Linked DNA regions of Lactuca sativa: region 2 is linked to region 1. A link is a contact called in public Hi-C data. All regions are on one chromosome and are shown on one strand. The core of a region is the stretch at or near the end of the contact, and the rest is flanking DNA. Distances in the headings are between cores, read along the strand shown.

Region 1 (7,750 bases), core at 1,451-3,950:
GTTAAAGAAATTAAATGGAATTTACTTAAAAAGCTATATTTTGAAGAATATGAGTAAATGTCGGGACGCTAGATCTTGGAGTGGACCCAATAAAGTGATTATGAAATTGAAAGGAAAGGAATGTTTTCACTGTTTGAATTATTTCCCACTAATGAATTTATATTGAAAAACTTGAAAGTCAAAAGTGCACACAACCAAAAAACATTTGTATAACCAACCCTTTTTATGTAAAAAGGTCCCACTTCTGATAGTTCACAAAGTATATTCCCTTTTTTGTGCCCACTACATAAAAGTTGAAAAATCTCATTTTCATCATTAAGTAACCAATCTTCACCACTAGTTTTTTATATTTTTTTTTCAACCACACATTGATGTCAAATTTCATGATTAAGTTGGATGCATAATTATAAAGTACCTGAGAAGACCTAAAGTTGCTTGAAAGACACCAGCAAAGAAAGTAGCAGTGAAAGCCAACTTAAGGTAGAGAACTGGATCTTTGTTGTATGGAACTGCTTCGTTTAACATTGTTCCCATGACAAGTGACGCTATTGACACTGGCCCCACTGCTAGATGCTTTGAACTCCCAAGCACAGAGTAGATCAACGGTGGCACAAAGCTCGAGTCTGTTCATTTTTACAAAAAAATATGTCATTTTTACATCAAATCATAAAACGTTTTGTGTTACGAAGATAACATAAATAGATACAAAACTCACATAGCCCGATTATTGGAGGCAAGTTCGCAAGCTTCGCATAACTAATCCCCTGAAAATTATACAAAAAAATTATAATAAGAAACAACACAAATACCTTGTGGGCCCTATGATATGACCTATTTATATTTCGTTTTTATGGTTTTGATGTGACATAACTTCTAAATAGAAGATCCAATCCTGAATTCGAGATGTAATTATAGTTTTGATTTTGACCTTTACTATTAAATTAGTTTGATATATCATGAATTGTTATTTCTTAGTTGATGTGTAAAACATTTATCATGTTCTTAGCTTGGTAATGTGAAAAGAAGTAAGCACCTTTACTTTACTAGAAGAATTCCTAGTAAGCATAATTTTATATAAGTCGCTTTATTTTCTAAAAAAGAATTAGTTGATTTAGAACCACAAATAATCTAAATTAAAGTGAAATTAATGGAATAGAATTTGGTGTACCAAATTTCATGCTTATTTTTGAAGAAGATGGATTGAAAGGAAAGTAATGATGATAACATAATTTTGTTTTTTTGGATTTGAAAGCATATATTCTACATCAAGTGATAACAACTAATATTGATCCAATTAAGGTTTAAAATTAATCACACAATCATCTAATTAATTCGTTACTCAATTATTTCAAACGAAATAGATATATTCTTTAAACGAAATACTTTTGAAAAGATAAGGTCAAAATCTAAGTCAAGATATGGTAAACGGTGAGATTAATTGCTTACATAACTATTTTATAATTAAAAATAAATAAAATTAATTCTACGCTACATTGTTTTTGTAAAAAAAAAAAAAAGTATGCTTGTATTCTTTAAGCTTTCACCTGTGTCCATTAAAAATTATTTTATTAATCCAATCAATAAATACACTTTTATTGCATGTCTGGAAAACTACAAAGTAAACCATCGAAATATAAAATAAAAAATAAAAACAAAACACAAATTTGGCGTTTTAAACATTTTATGTTTGAGTAAATGAATTTTTAAAAACAATTCCTGCTTCTAGTAGTTATTAAATAAATTAATGTATTTTTAAAATATATAAACATAAAAAAAAATGGTTTCTAAGAAGGAAGTAGAATAAGCATTAACAACGTGTAATCTTTGCTATTAAAAGTTTACCTTATAAACTGAAACAAATTACTATATACTGTATTAATTATTATACAAATAACGAAAATTGTTGATGAAGATATGGATATAAATTGATTATAAAAATGAAATTGGTTTTATAATTAATTACACCATAAACCTGAAAATTTGAACAAAAATGACACTACTGTTTGAAGTACTATCAGTAAAGCACAAAGTACAAACCCATGCATGAAGAACCGAACGAACATCACACAAAAGTTGACACACGCAACCAATTTATGAGCAACCCAAACAAATTACAAACATATCACCAGAAAAACCGCACTCACGATATCAGAATCAGAAAAACTCATTTAATGCGACTACCGACTACAATTCTTTTCTCTAACACACACTTTGTATGTAACGGTGTGTGTGAGAGAGTAATTAATGAAGGTGATGAAGATGAAGTGATACCTGAGGAATCGCGAGGCTAGCAATGGTAAGACCGGAAACTACGTCGGAACGGAGGAGTGTAAGATTGTAATTCGGCGCCCATTCGAAGATCGGAAAGAAGTATTGAAGAGCGAGAATCAGTTTTCGAAAACGCGATTGGTTTTTGAATCCATGGAGTGGATCATCGGGGAAGAAGACCTCAGATAACCGATGCCTGAGTTTCTGTAAGGTGGTTTTTTGTGGCGGCAAACAAACATTGTGCAACTCCAGCGACCTCATTGTTTCTCCGGGAACTGTTATCGTCGCCGGAGCAGTTGATGTGAGCCCTTGATTTGCATGACCCGAACCCGAATAGTGATCGACTCGGTTCGAATTGAGGCCCATGTGATTGTGACTGCGTATGCGAGAAGGTGGTGGGAGGGAGAGAGAGTGCAGTTGGTGGTAATTGTGAACCGAAGGGGGTTTCGGGTTTAAATAGGGATGTAGTAAACCAGGGGTAGAATTGGAAAAATGTCATGTCACTCAGGGGTATTTTGGGAAATCAAGGTTACGCTCATTGCTCGTTCTAATACTGTACACTTGTAACACACGCTTATTCAATTTAGCTCTTTTTACACCCTCAATAAACGTTTAAAAAGAGCAAAGTTTCATTTCATATACTATAATCTAAAAATAATAGTGTTAATCTAATCATTTTTGTATAAATACTTTTTATATTATAATTGCACGAAATTCCTATCTATATCCCTAATCAGACATTGTTTTCTCTTCATGTTAAGATGTGGGGATCATACTTGGTTTGGTTTATGAGAAAGTGTTAAATATAAATCGTGTTGATAGAGAAAAGGAAAGCAAAAGACACCGACCAAAAAACCGAAAAAAGTTGTTGATTTTTTACACTTTTGCGCTGGTAATGGATTTTTTTGAGCTTATTCTTAGTTTTTCTTTATAACAGTAACTAATGGTAATGCCACCTGTATTACCGTAGACTTACTAATCTTACTAGGTTATAACACGTATAATATATGGGTATAACTAAAATAATTTTGAAATTAATAATATATTTTCAAAGTTTGAGGGCACTTCATACATATTAGACTAATTGTTAAACACTTACATAAATTAAAATTTCTTTTTCTTTTATCAAACATAAATTATTTTTTATTATTACACTAGTTTATAACATGTGAGAACCATAGTTATGAAATTAATTAAATTTTCATATTGAAAAATCAAAATTATTAATCAATATTTTAAATAGTTATTACTTAAGAGATATATTTTTTTAGTTATATAAAATTATAATCATTGATTTAAATAAATATGTGGAGTTATATCACCTTATAATTTGTATTAATTTTATTTTATTTTTTAATCTAATGTTATTAATTTAATATAATTAGAATGAAAAAATTTAAAATAAAGAATCAGTTATTAATTTAATTTAATTTGAGTGATAAATTTAAAATTTGAAATTTGAAATTGATAGTTAATATGTTGACAAGTGGCATGATAGTTGAAAATTAATATTAATGAAAAATTGTAATACTATGACACTTGTCAATAGGAGAATAAAATTATTCTTTTATTAGAATAGAAAAATATAACTAAAGCCCACATTTTTTAAACTTATAAGGCAACATGCATAAAAAATAAAAATAAACCCCTTTGACTCTAAAATACCCACTTTTGAAATCTCATCCAAAATTCGAAAAGTCCTTGATTTTATATTTGCATAAGATTTCATTCTTGGTTTATTACTGATTTTTAGGGATTTGTATTATCAAGAAAATAGGCAACCAACTTATCTATAGGCTACAATTCGGAAAGTCCTTGTTTTTTTTATGCAAATATAGTTACGAAAATGAAATTTGAAACAGATTTTTTGGTTTAAGCAGAATAATAAGAAAATAGGAATAAAGAAAAATGACACATGGCAATATGGCATTTGAAAAATTGACATGTGACAAAAATTGATTTTGTTTATTAGAGGAGGTAGATATTTTTTTACCGAATACAATGATATAAAAAGTTGGTATGTAAGATTATTTGTGTAATTTAAGAAACCTGACATATTATATTATAACAAATAGAGTAAGTTATAAGATTTGTTTGGCAAAACTAGCTGGTAGGTGATAGCTAGTAATGTTTTGTTAAAAGCTATGTGATATAGTTTTTAAATTTGGAACGTTTCTATAAACTATACGTTAAAAGCTTATAGTATCAAACGACACTTTCTGTTCAAAATGGAGCATTTCATTAAACGTTAGAAGTTCCCAAACGCTCCGTGTCAAACACACTCATAGTCTTGGTCCCTATAGTTATCCATTTTTTAACACTTTTAGTCTTTATATTTCTATTTAAACACCATCGTTCCTTATGATAGGTTGGAGTAACAATCAAGTCCTTGTCTCAATTAGGCTCCATTAAGCCTTTTCTAACAGAGATGTAAAAAGTTGAATTTGCCCTTAAGCCTTATACCCGACATCAACCTCAGAATATGGCAAAATCGCATCCTACTATCTCGACGTGAATCTCTGACGATTTCTTCCTCTACTATCACTGTCAGTTTCGGTTCTAAGTTTGCTTCAAATAGAAACAAATTGGGTGTTAGTGTAACACCCATAATCAGAAATACCAAGAAAGGAAAGGAACCCTTAGTCAAGTGGGGGGGGGTCAACTCGTCGAGTCCAGGGTGGAACTCGACGAGTCCGAGCGGGATCCGGGTCAAAGAGTAAGTGACCGACTCGACGAGTCAGCAAGAGGACTCGGCGAGTCCGGTCTGAAGAGGAAAACCCTAAATCCAGGACTTTGTGCACTTTATAAACATCTCATTCTCTCCCTTAGGGTTCTCTATAGCCTCTCTTATCTAGAACACGAAACTCTAAGCCTCCATTTTAGCACATTCAAGCTTTCTTGCCATTTTGGGTGATTTGAAGGAAGAAGGAGGAAGGGAACCTTTGGTGATTCAAGTATTGGCTTTAGATCCTGAATTGGTGGGGCTTTTTAGAGCATTAAGAGGTAAGAAGTCGTTACCTTCACTCTTTTGCTTAAAGTGTTACCTTTGTTATGAGATTTGGGGCTTTTATGGCATGATTAAGATCCATTTTGAGTTGGAAGTCCAGATCTGAAGTTGCTACTTCAGATCTAAGTGTGTTTCGGCCTAGAGAACCATAAAGTATCAGTCTTGGGGGTGTTGGTGAAGCATGCTTGTCTAGAACCCTAGCCCTAGAGTGTTTTGGGCTTTTAGCTTCTTGGTTTCATGTAAAGTTTGCAACTTTACGTGGGGGATAGACTGTAGAAGAGTGGATTTATGGTTTGGAGCCCCTGCATGGCTCGAAAAGCCACTGTATGGATTAAGAACTGAAGCTACTCGGCGAGTCACATGGGTGGACTCGATGAGTTGGATGAAGATAGGCAGGGACTCGCGCGAGTTGGAAGAACAACTCGGCGAGTCTGTTGAATATTGCCATGGACTCGACGAGTCTGTTCTTGGACTCGACGAGTTAGATCGCAGAACCCTAACCTCTTCTGGTTAAGGCTTAGATCGGTGAGTTGGGCAGGATGGGACTCAGAGATCGTTGAACTCGACGAGTCTTGGGGGTGACTCGGCGAGTTGAGTCGTTTTATGGGAGTTTCTGAATTCATGTACTCGACGAGTCTTGGGGTGACTCGGCGAGTAGAGCCAACCAAGAGGGTTGACTTTGACCAGGACATTGACTTTGGCAAGAGTAGGACTTAGACGGCTTCTAAGAGTTTTGTTTGGATCTAAGTGTTATGTATATTGATATTGGTAGCTCGGGGAGCTAGTGGAGCAGCGGTTCAGAGAATTGTCGGTCAGCAGCCAGAGGGTTATCAGCAAGTTCAGCAGTGCAGGTGAGTTTCCCTTTGTGTGAATGGGTCTAAGGCCATAATGCCGGCCCATGTAGATCATGTAGATATGAGTAGGAAGACCCAGGGGTTAGCCCTAGGCACTGTATGCCAGTATGATATTTAGGACCAAAGTCCATTGATAGTGGGCGGGTGCCCAAGGAATGGTTTGCATGATAGAGTATACTTGTTGTCTGTGTGATACTTGTATGTGCCTGGTAGGGAGGTGAGTGTGGGCGAGGTCCCGTATCTCACCAATAGCAGAGTGTGGACGGTGTTCCACATCTCATTAGCAGCAGAGCAGGGGCGAGGCCCAAGTTAGGGAAATAGTGAGTGTGGGCTGGGCCCGGATCTCACTATCAATAGAAGCGTGGACGGGGTTCCATGACTCATCAATAGCAGGACAAGGGCGAGGCCCAAGATAGGCGAGGCCTCAGGATAGGATTCATTAGTATATGTTAGCTTATGTGTTAAGTTGTGATATGTTTATGTGTTAGTATATGTTAGCGGGCGAGGCCCAGTGACAGGCGAGGCCTAAGTGAAATAGATATGTATCCAAGCGGGGCTCGAAGCCAGGCGGGGCCTGGAGCAGTAGGGCCGTTGTAGCGGGCGAGGCTCGAGGTAGCAGGCGGGGCCCGAAATAGAAGGCGTGGCCCAGTATGTGTTGTATGTGTTTATGCAGGGTATGTGGTAGGTTGGGGAACTCACTAAGCTTCGTGCTTACGGTTTTCAGTTTGGTTTTAGGTACTTCTGGTAGCGGAGGGAAGAGCTCGGGGTGATCGCATGACACACACCATTGATTAGTCGGTCAGGGATGTTTTACTCTGATAATGAAAATATGTTTTGGAAATGATACTCTGAATTCATGTTATGACTTATGATATGTTTTTATGAATATGGCATTGGTAACGATTTAAAGAAAATTTTTGGTACGGATTTTTGGGATGTTACAGTTAGGAGAGGTGGTTTTGCATTATGTATGTCTAATGATGCAACTACTTCCGGTCAATAGGTACATGATAGTCTTAATGAAGTGGTTGATAGTAGAGGTCCTAATAAAGTGGTTCATGATGGTCTTAATGAAGTGATGGGCTTAATGAAGACAAGGTACATGATGGGCTTAATGAAGACGAAGTACATGATAGGCTTAATGAAGACAAGGTACATGATAGGATTAATGAAGACCAGGTATAGTGCAAAAGCATTTGAAGTTTTCCCATCTTCTCCATTATCAACCCATTTGAAAAAAATCGCAACAAGTTTGAGGATCCTACAAAATAAGGTACATTATATCGCTATTAAAGATTTGTAAGATAAACTATTTCATTTTTACCTAGTAATTACGGTAGCCCCAAAATCTTATTCTTGGGTTTCCCAATATTCGTGAAACATACATTGGATATACATCACGACATCCACATCTAATAATGCTCTTGTTCTTCCATCGTGGATCTCCATTGAAGTTGGATTTACTTGAAGACAACTTCATTATTTCTTGGGATGAGCTGAAGACTGATTCGGAGAGGATGGGTGGTCGGGGGGATATGAAGGTCATGTGAATCTTTTCAAAGGAGGAATGTGTTTGGTAGCTAATTAATCTGACATGGAATGTATCACATTTTTTTTCTTT
Region 2 (7,750 bases), core at 2,543-5,042, 250 kb after region 1:
ATGATGAGGAGAAAAAATTAGAATAGACAATTTAGAAATAAGTGGAGGGAAAATCAGAAACACCGGTGAAAGCTACCGAACCTATTGAATTTGAGACAAACATTCAACGGATGAATGAACATGTCAAGTTAGTACGAAATTCAGGAATCACAAATAGAGTTCATAATTACATGATGAAATCAATTCAAGGTGATTCACGTATTTATTGCTAAGATATAAGACAAATGATGATTGAAAAAGAAAAAAAGTGAGAAATTAAACTCTAATGTAAAATATTATGCAGCTAAACTAAACGTCTAAACCTAACCTAATATATGACTAAAGCAAAGAAAATCAAGAGATTTACCTGAGTCAGAAGGTAACGAACTACTTTTAGATTTTATAGATTTTATGCTGGGGTGTGGCGGTTGCCGGAATCGAAAGCAGCAATGGTGAGTGGTGTCGTCATCTCTGTTTGAACGGAGAGGGTGAGATTAGGTTAACATAACGAAGGGAACTTACTCTATAGTGATAAAGCTGATTTGGGAGGGAAGGAAACTTAAGCAATTTCGTGAAACTAGAATTGGGTTGCGCCAATTCTAGCGAGAGATCGGCGATACTAAAACAAAATGTGCGTCCCCCAAATATAATTTCCACCGGTGTTCTCTCGCTAAACACGTTCCATCTGGAAAAAATGGACAATTCTTCCATCTGTCGCTAAACCCTCGCTTAATGCCTTCAATTTTGACAGATTTGTGAGGGATGGGGGTGTGTCGATAAATGCTTGTGATATCCGTAGCTGATCTTTCACTAAAGACTCTCTAATATGCTAAATGTTGAATAAATAAAATAATTTTTTAAACCATAGTAGTTCTTTTGTAATTCCCTCTCTATAAGCCTAAAATTTGCTAAAATTTTATCCCTCTCTAAATCCATAGCTGAAACTCAAGTTTCTAGTAGTGACATTAATACACATTAATTAATATATTAATAAAATTAATTAATATGACATATAATAGGTGACATTTGAATAAAAAGGAAAAACAAAATAATGACAAGTTTATTAAATAATTCAAAAAAATCCCAAAAAATGACAAGTGTCCAATTGCATGAAAGATTGACATGTGACAAATAGATCTTTATTTATTAGTATAGATTAGTATAAAAGATCGGTTGGACATTAACACCCTATTCCGGAGTTCAACTTAACAAGAGAAAAAGAGGAAATAAATGAAAATGAGAAGAAAGTAAAAAAAAATTGACATAAAAAATTTACCATTTATGATCACTTTCCCTCATAACTTTCCTTCCAATGAAAAAGAACAAAAACTTTAATTTTCCTTTTATTTCTCTACAATGCACATAAATTTTTTTCCTTTCCTTTTCTTTATTTATTTCTTTTTCTCTTCTTACTTTTTTTTCTTTTCTTTTTTGATATTTTTTTTTGTTAAAACTCAGAAACTAGGGGTAACCCCCCAAAAAATATACAATCTATAATTCACTGTAACATAGCTAAAAGGGCAATAGACTTATCAAAATAATTAACTTTTCGGTTAGTTTACATTCGGGTAACTACTTTTATTTATACACATCTAGGTAACAGACTTTTTGGAAATGTTCACATATGACCAATATGAACGGCTGTAAAATGTTACATCCTGTCATAATGGTCATATGTGAACATTTTTAAAAAGTTCGTTACCTGGATGTGTACAAAAAATATAGTTACCCAGATATGAACAAACCGAGAAGTTAATTACCATGATAAATCAATTTCTTTTCTTTTTTATTTTACCTTCTAATTTTGATTTGATATAAAATTTAACATAAATGGTAAATATGTTTAAAACCACACCATTATGGTAAATATCTTTTTAAAATGCACTACTTTGTTAACAAAAATAATCTCTAGATTTGACATGGAAAAAACACATCATCGTTTTATAGAATTTTATTATTTAAGATATTAAATATAGAAATCTAAATTTACTAGAGAATAAAAGTATCAAAATTAGAGACCAATAATATAAAAAAACACAACGTTTGATGAGTTAAAGCTTAGAATGTTGTTAATAGAGTTTCAAGTTTTGATTTGCATTTATAGTTATGGTTTTCAGTTGATATGATTCTCTAATTTTTCTTTCTGGTATTAGTTGTCTTTTCCTATAAGAATTGTGATGCATTGGGTTGTGGTGGTGGAAAATTCGATGAAGAGACAATGGGTTGTGACGTTGGTTTGCCAGAGTTGAAGGATCGAAAAAATAATAGATGATGAAGACGTCGATGTCACTAAAGATGGAAAAGATATAAAAGTTGAGGAGGATGAGAGATGGGATGGTGATTGGTGGGACCAAAATTAAATTTCTCAAATGTGGTTTCAGGTTTAGGCTAAAGGGAGTGACACCTTGTTACGTCATATTTTTGAGTGCCACCTCATTTTCGGACATTTAAGCATTTGGTAAGGAGTGGTAATACTCTTAGCACTCTATTTTTTATATTTTCTTTTTCTTAATTTAATTAAATTACTTTATTTTAATATACAAACATTTTTTACGCACAAATATTAAACAAATTTTATTTTTTTGATTAATTTTTTATTTTGTTAGGAAAATATGAAATCCATCTTGGAAATTTAAGGCAAATGACCATCTCACACCCTTTGATAGATTTTGCACTTAAAAGAAACAAAATAAAAAAAAGTTTAACCACATAAATAGTGACAAAGCTTACTTAAAGCAAAATATCAAAATCCCAAATTTAAAAGATGAATTATCGTGCAAAATCGATGTGAAAATGTGAGAAATAAAGTAACGAGGCTCAGATTGGTTAATAATCAGAGCAAATAGGAATAAACTGCCATGGCTGCAAACATCCCGACTGCTTCAATGGTGGAAATTCCATCACAACCCTCCAGAAATTACCCTGCCAAGACACGGTAAGTCTCAAACTTCGCTCGGTTTATTCAGACAACGAAAAATTCTTCATCATCCCCTCTAATTTAGGGTTTGGGTGTTCAAGGTTGGATGTAGTTTCTTTCTTTTGATTGTTCGAAGAACATGATCAAAAGAAAAACTCATATATTTTATCAGTTTAAGAAAAGAAAAAAGAAGCACAAAGAACCAGACATTCACCCGTCTCCACCAATTAGCTTCCACCCTCACCCTCTCTCTATCACTTCTTGCCAAAATGGTAACGAGGATCGGATAATGACCCCCCTAGCGGGCGCTAGGGGGCGGTGTTTATGGCTCGCTAGCGAGCGTAGCGAGTGGGCTTAGCGTCCCCACTCCGCTTAGCCTTATAGTAAAAAGATACAAATATATGTGGTCTATTAATTTTTTTAAATATATAAAAAACAAATACATAAATAAAAAAAATTAATTAATAAGGGCATAATAGTTTTTGTATATAAGACAGAGACCAAACACACACCAAAATAAACAATAGTGATCAGCCGAGTTAAAAAAATAAATTATGAACAAAACGCGCAAATTACTCCAAACCACATGGACAATTCGTGTAATTTACTATTATCTTTTCGGCTTGTTCACATCTAGGTAACTATTTTTATTTTTACATATCTATGTAACGAATTTTTTGGAAGTGTTCACATATAACCATTATAACCGGATGTAACCTACTATAGCCGGTCATAACGGTCATATGGGAACACTTCCAAAAAATTTGTTACCCAGATAGATTTGTTAAAAAAAATAATTACCCATATATAAATAAACCAAAGTTAATTAACCGAAAAAAAAAAAGACCTTAGAAAATTTTCCTCAAGTTTGGTCGTTGCATTTTGCATTTTGCACCTAAACAAACAAACACACTTCATTTTGTATGTTCAAAACCGCACCCTCTTTGACACTCCCGATTCACAGATGTGCTGTTACGCGACTTGATCTCTATTTCCATTACTCTCCATACCCTAGCACTCACAAAATCTCTCAATTCGGACGGAGATTCGGCGTGCCTTGTTCTCTGTTCGGGTTGTCTGATCGGATCTCTCACTCGGAGCTTAGGGTTCTGTTGTCAGTCATTGATTTATCGATCAAGGCGCTTAATTTAATCTGTAGCAATGGTGAGTCTACAATTCTACTTGATTCGCATTTTTGCTGATTTTGTTTTGGATCCGGTTGATCTAATTCCGTTTGATTGATCATTGATTAAATCACATTAGAGATTAACTTTGGCGTTTGTATGATCTATTTGAGATTTTATTAACGAACTATTGGGATCTGGTGTGCTAACTGAAACTTCATTTCCTTTTGTTTGTGTTTCACTTTGGAACAGCCTCTGAGACTCGAGATCAAGGTACTGCTGATATTCATTTGGAATTGACTCATTGTCGTTATTGTTATTAAGTAAAGACTTGTCTTCATTAGTCGTGCTAATTATGAGTATTTTTGACAGAGGAAACTCGCTCAAAGATCAGAAAGAGTAAAATCCGTGGATCTGCACCCAACGGAGCCATGGTAATTATACTTAGGGCTTAGGGAATATGTGGCTATTATGTACCTAATATTAGGTATAGAACCATAAAAAACTACATCGTTTTAACAAAATGCGATCAAATCTCGCTACCATCTTTCTTGTACTCTCTATTAGACTAGATGATAGGCTTTGTACATATTTTGATGGAGTTTTAAATATTTAATTTCGCAACACAAACCATGTATAAAATACATTATCAACTACCTATAAATATTCATATTCAAATTTAATATAGAAAACTATAATGAAAGATTGAAATTGCTCATTAAAAACTTAATAAACTTCTTCCCATAACACAGTAAAAAGAGCCATGCAAGTATATATATGGTAGGTGTCAAAGAAAGTTATGAAGCCTACTAAAGGTTTATTATAAACAACACATTCGAAATACATAGATGTTGGAGATAAATTATGAATCGGAAATAATATGAGCTCAAAAGCAATAGAAAGAAGCTAACAATGAAAAAACTTGTGTTTTTTTAATCAAAATGAAGTCAATTTTGATGGTTCTATACCTAATATTACATACATGACAGCCACATATTCACTTTTCCCTTATACTTACTCATTATAAATGAACTCTTTTTGGTGACTTGTGTATTTTTATTTTGACTCTGATAGAAATTGCTAGGAGTTTATTTGTAGTATAACTGAATCCCAAGCTTTAGTAGCTAAATCATAGGGAAATTTGTTGTTGAGCAAATACTAGACATTTATGCATCAATAGTCATGGTTCTTTTGTTTTTTTACAGGATCCTAGCAAGTTTGTATTCGGGGACAGTCTGCATCTGGAATTACCAGACCCAGGTATGAGACTAATTTAACAAGTTTTAGGAAGTGAATAATTAAAATGGTTGATATTTTCTAATGGGATTCTGTTGACATCTCTAAAGTCAACATCCATGCATGTTTTCCTTGATGTATATTCCTTCTCAATGGAGTATAAATGCAGTAAAATTCAACTGAGAAACACAAAATTCAAGTTATTTCTCTTATTAGAATAGTAGTCATTGCCTCTTGTGAAGGGATTTATTTCTGTTGCCATGCAATGCAGTCAACTTATTGGCTATAGAAAAATAACTACGAAGAACATATAAGTTTTAACAAGTTACTAGTAGCATTTTAAATTACTGCACTAAATAAATGCTCTGCAGAAAACTACCAGGATATAAATGTCATCTAACTTTGTGCAACTTAGTTATATAGTAGAGAAGGTAGCTGAATAGCTGATCACTGACGATGCCACCAATTATAATAAGAAATTGTTTGTATAGTTATCAAGAAGGAAATAAACATCATAAATGTTGTAAGATGTTAAAACTTTTGTCACTTCATTGATTGGCAAGTAGATAACTGTCTTGAATGGAGCTAAAGAACAAAGCTTACGTAAGAAAAGTAGATAACTCTCATGTTCTTAATTGCAGATTATGGTAAAATCATTTGAGGTGACCGAATTACCAGGTTTGTTATTATAGTCTGTTAATGTACCCTTTTATCTGATTGGTATTTAAATTTTATATCTGATGCTTACACAACACATATGCAGTCAGATCAGCAAAGTTCATAGCACGCAAGCAATGGGTTGTTGCTGGTGCAGATGATATGTTTATTCGTGTATACAATTATAATACAATGGACAAAGTCAAAGTCTTTGAGGCACATACTGATTACATCCGGTGTGTGGCTGTGCACCCTACACTACCATATGTATTATCATCATCTGATGACATGCTTATAAAGCTTTGGGATTGGGAGAAAAGTTGGTTTTGTACTCAAATCTTTGAGGGTCATTCTCATTATGTTATGCAAGTCACCATTAACCCTAAAGACACCAATACTTTTGCAAGTGCATCACTTGATCGCACTATAAAGGTAATCTTAATTAGAACATGCTTAATTGTCTACCAGTAACTGATACAGTGATAACCAACAGTTTAAAACTATCTTTTTAATTTTAGATTTGGAATCTTGGTTCACCTGATCCTAACTTCACACTGGATGCACATCTCAAAGGAGTGAACTGTGTGGATTACTTTACTGGTGGTGATAAACCCTATCTTATTACTGGATCAGATGATCACACTGCTAAGGTTTGTCCCCTTTTTTTGGCTATGTGTATAAATGTGTCTACAATTTGCATTTTATGTTATACATAATTTGAAACAGGTATGGGATTATCAAACTAAAACTTGTGTCCAAACTCTAGAAGGTCACACACACAATGTTTCTGCTGTATGTTTCCATCCCGAGCTTCCAATAATAATGACAGGTTCAGAAGATGGTACTGTTCGTATATGGCATTCAACCACTTACAGGTGAGCTCTTGTTTTTGACCTTTAAGGGTGTGTTTGGTTTGTGGATTCTGAAGGAATTGGAATGCTAGATTCCATTCCATTGGCATGGAATCTTGATGGATCATGGATGGAAGGATTTCAATTTTATTCTTCATTTCCTATTAAAAGACCAAAATACCCTCATTATACAGATGCTAAAAATGTAAACTTTTTGACTTTATGCCATTCTTTTTTTTATGCAGACTTGAGAACACCTTGAACTATGGACTTGAAAGGGTTTGGGCTGTTGGATACATGAAAGGTTCACGTCGGTAAGTGTGTTATGTTTCTATATATAGCACTTTTTGTTTTTTGTTTTGTGGGTCTTGAATCTTGATGCTTCTTCATTTATCTGGATTTATTTTAATTACTGTTTTTACAGGATTGTTATTGGCTATGATGAGGGAACCATAATGGTGAAAATTGGACGTGAAGAGCCTGTAGCCAGCATGGACAATAGTGGGAAAATTATATGGGCTAAACATAATGAAATTCAAACTGTTAACATCAAGAGTGTGGGAGCTGATCACGAGGTTTGGACTTTAAAGCCCATATACATGTTATATTATGTCAACAATGAAATTGAAAATAAAAATCTATTTTTTATTCAGGTTTCTGATGGAGAGAGGCTGCCTTTAGCAGTTAAAGAACTGGGTACATGTGATCTTTATCCACAAGTGAGTTATGCTTGTTCCTACCTTCCTTTAAACTGAAAATAGTCAACCATATAAACTTTGACTTTTCTATTTTTCCACAGAGCTTGAAGCACAACCCAAATGGGAGATTTGTTGTTGTCTGTGGTGATGGTGAATACATCATATATACAGCTTTGGCATGGAGAAATAGATCATTTGGATCTGCATTAGAGATTGTTTGGTCATCTGATGGTGAATATGCTGTTAGGGAAAGTACATCTAAGATCAAGATCTTCAACAAATCTTTTC

What was found. A called contact is a pair of places that touch in the nucleus more often than the background predicts.
Region 2: a contact with region 1 is called in a Hi-C map of leaf, with 7 times the contacts expected there. The contact joins the promoter of LOC111918953 here to the promoter of LOC111878123 in region 1. A contact is called at or near these places in 2 of 4 Hi-C or Micro-C datasets (bud and leaf).

Annotation. Positions count from the first base shown.
Region 1 is chr4:187,136,955-187,144,704 of Lsat_Salinas_v11, forward strand. LOC111878123 (probable sulfate transporter 3.4) reads right to left here and starts at 2,701. Exons shown (of 10, transcript XM_023874631.3): 1 at 2,272-2,701; 2 at 716-764; 3 at 416-623. The coding sequence starts at 2,634.
Region 2 is chr4:187,389,867-187,397,616 of Lsat_Salinas_v11, forward strand. It overlaps LOC111918953 (coatomer subunit beta'-2), which reads left to right and starts at 3,793. Exons shown (of 26, transcript XM_042901246.1): 1 at 3,793-4,060; 2 at 4,273-4,293; 3 at 4,393-4,454; 4 at 5,226-5,280; 5 at 5,898-5,934; 6 at 6,020-6,345; 7 at 6,432-6,563; 8 at 6,640-6,788; 9 at 7,010-7,078; 10 at 7,189-7,339; 11 at 7,418-7,483; 12 at 7,564-7,750. The coding sequence starts at 4,058. It overlaps LOC122194488 (a long non-coding RNA gene), which reads right to left and starts at 787. Exons shown (of 3, transcript XR_006190766.2): 1 at 347-787.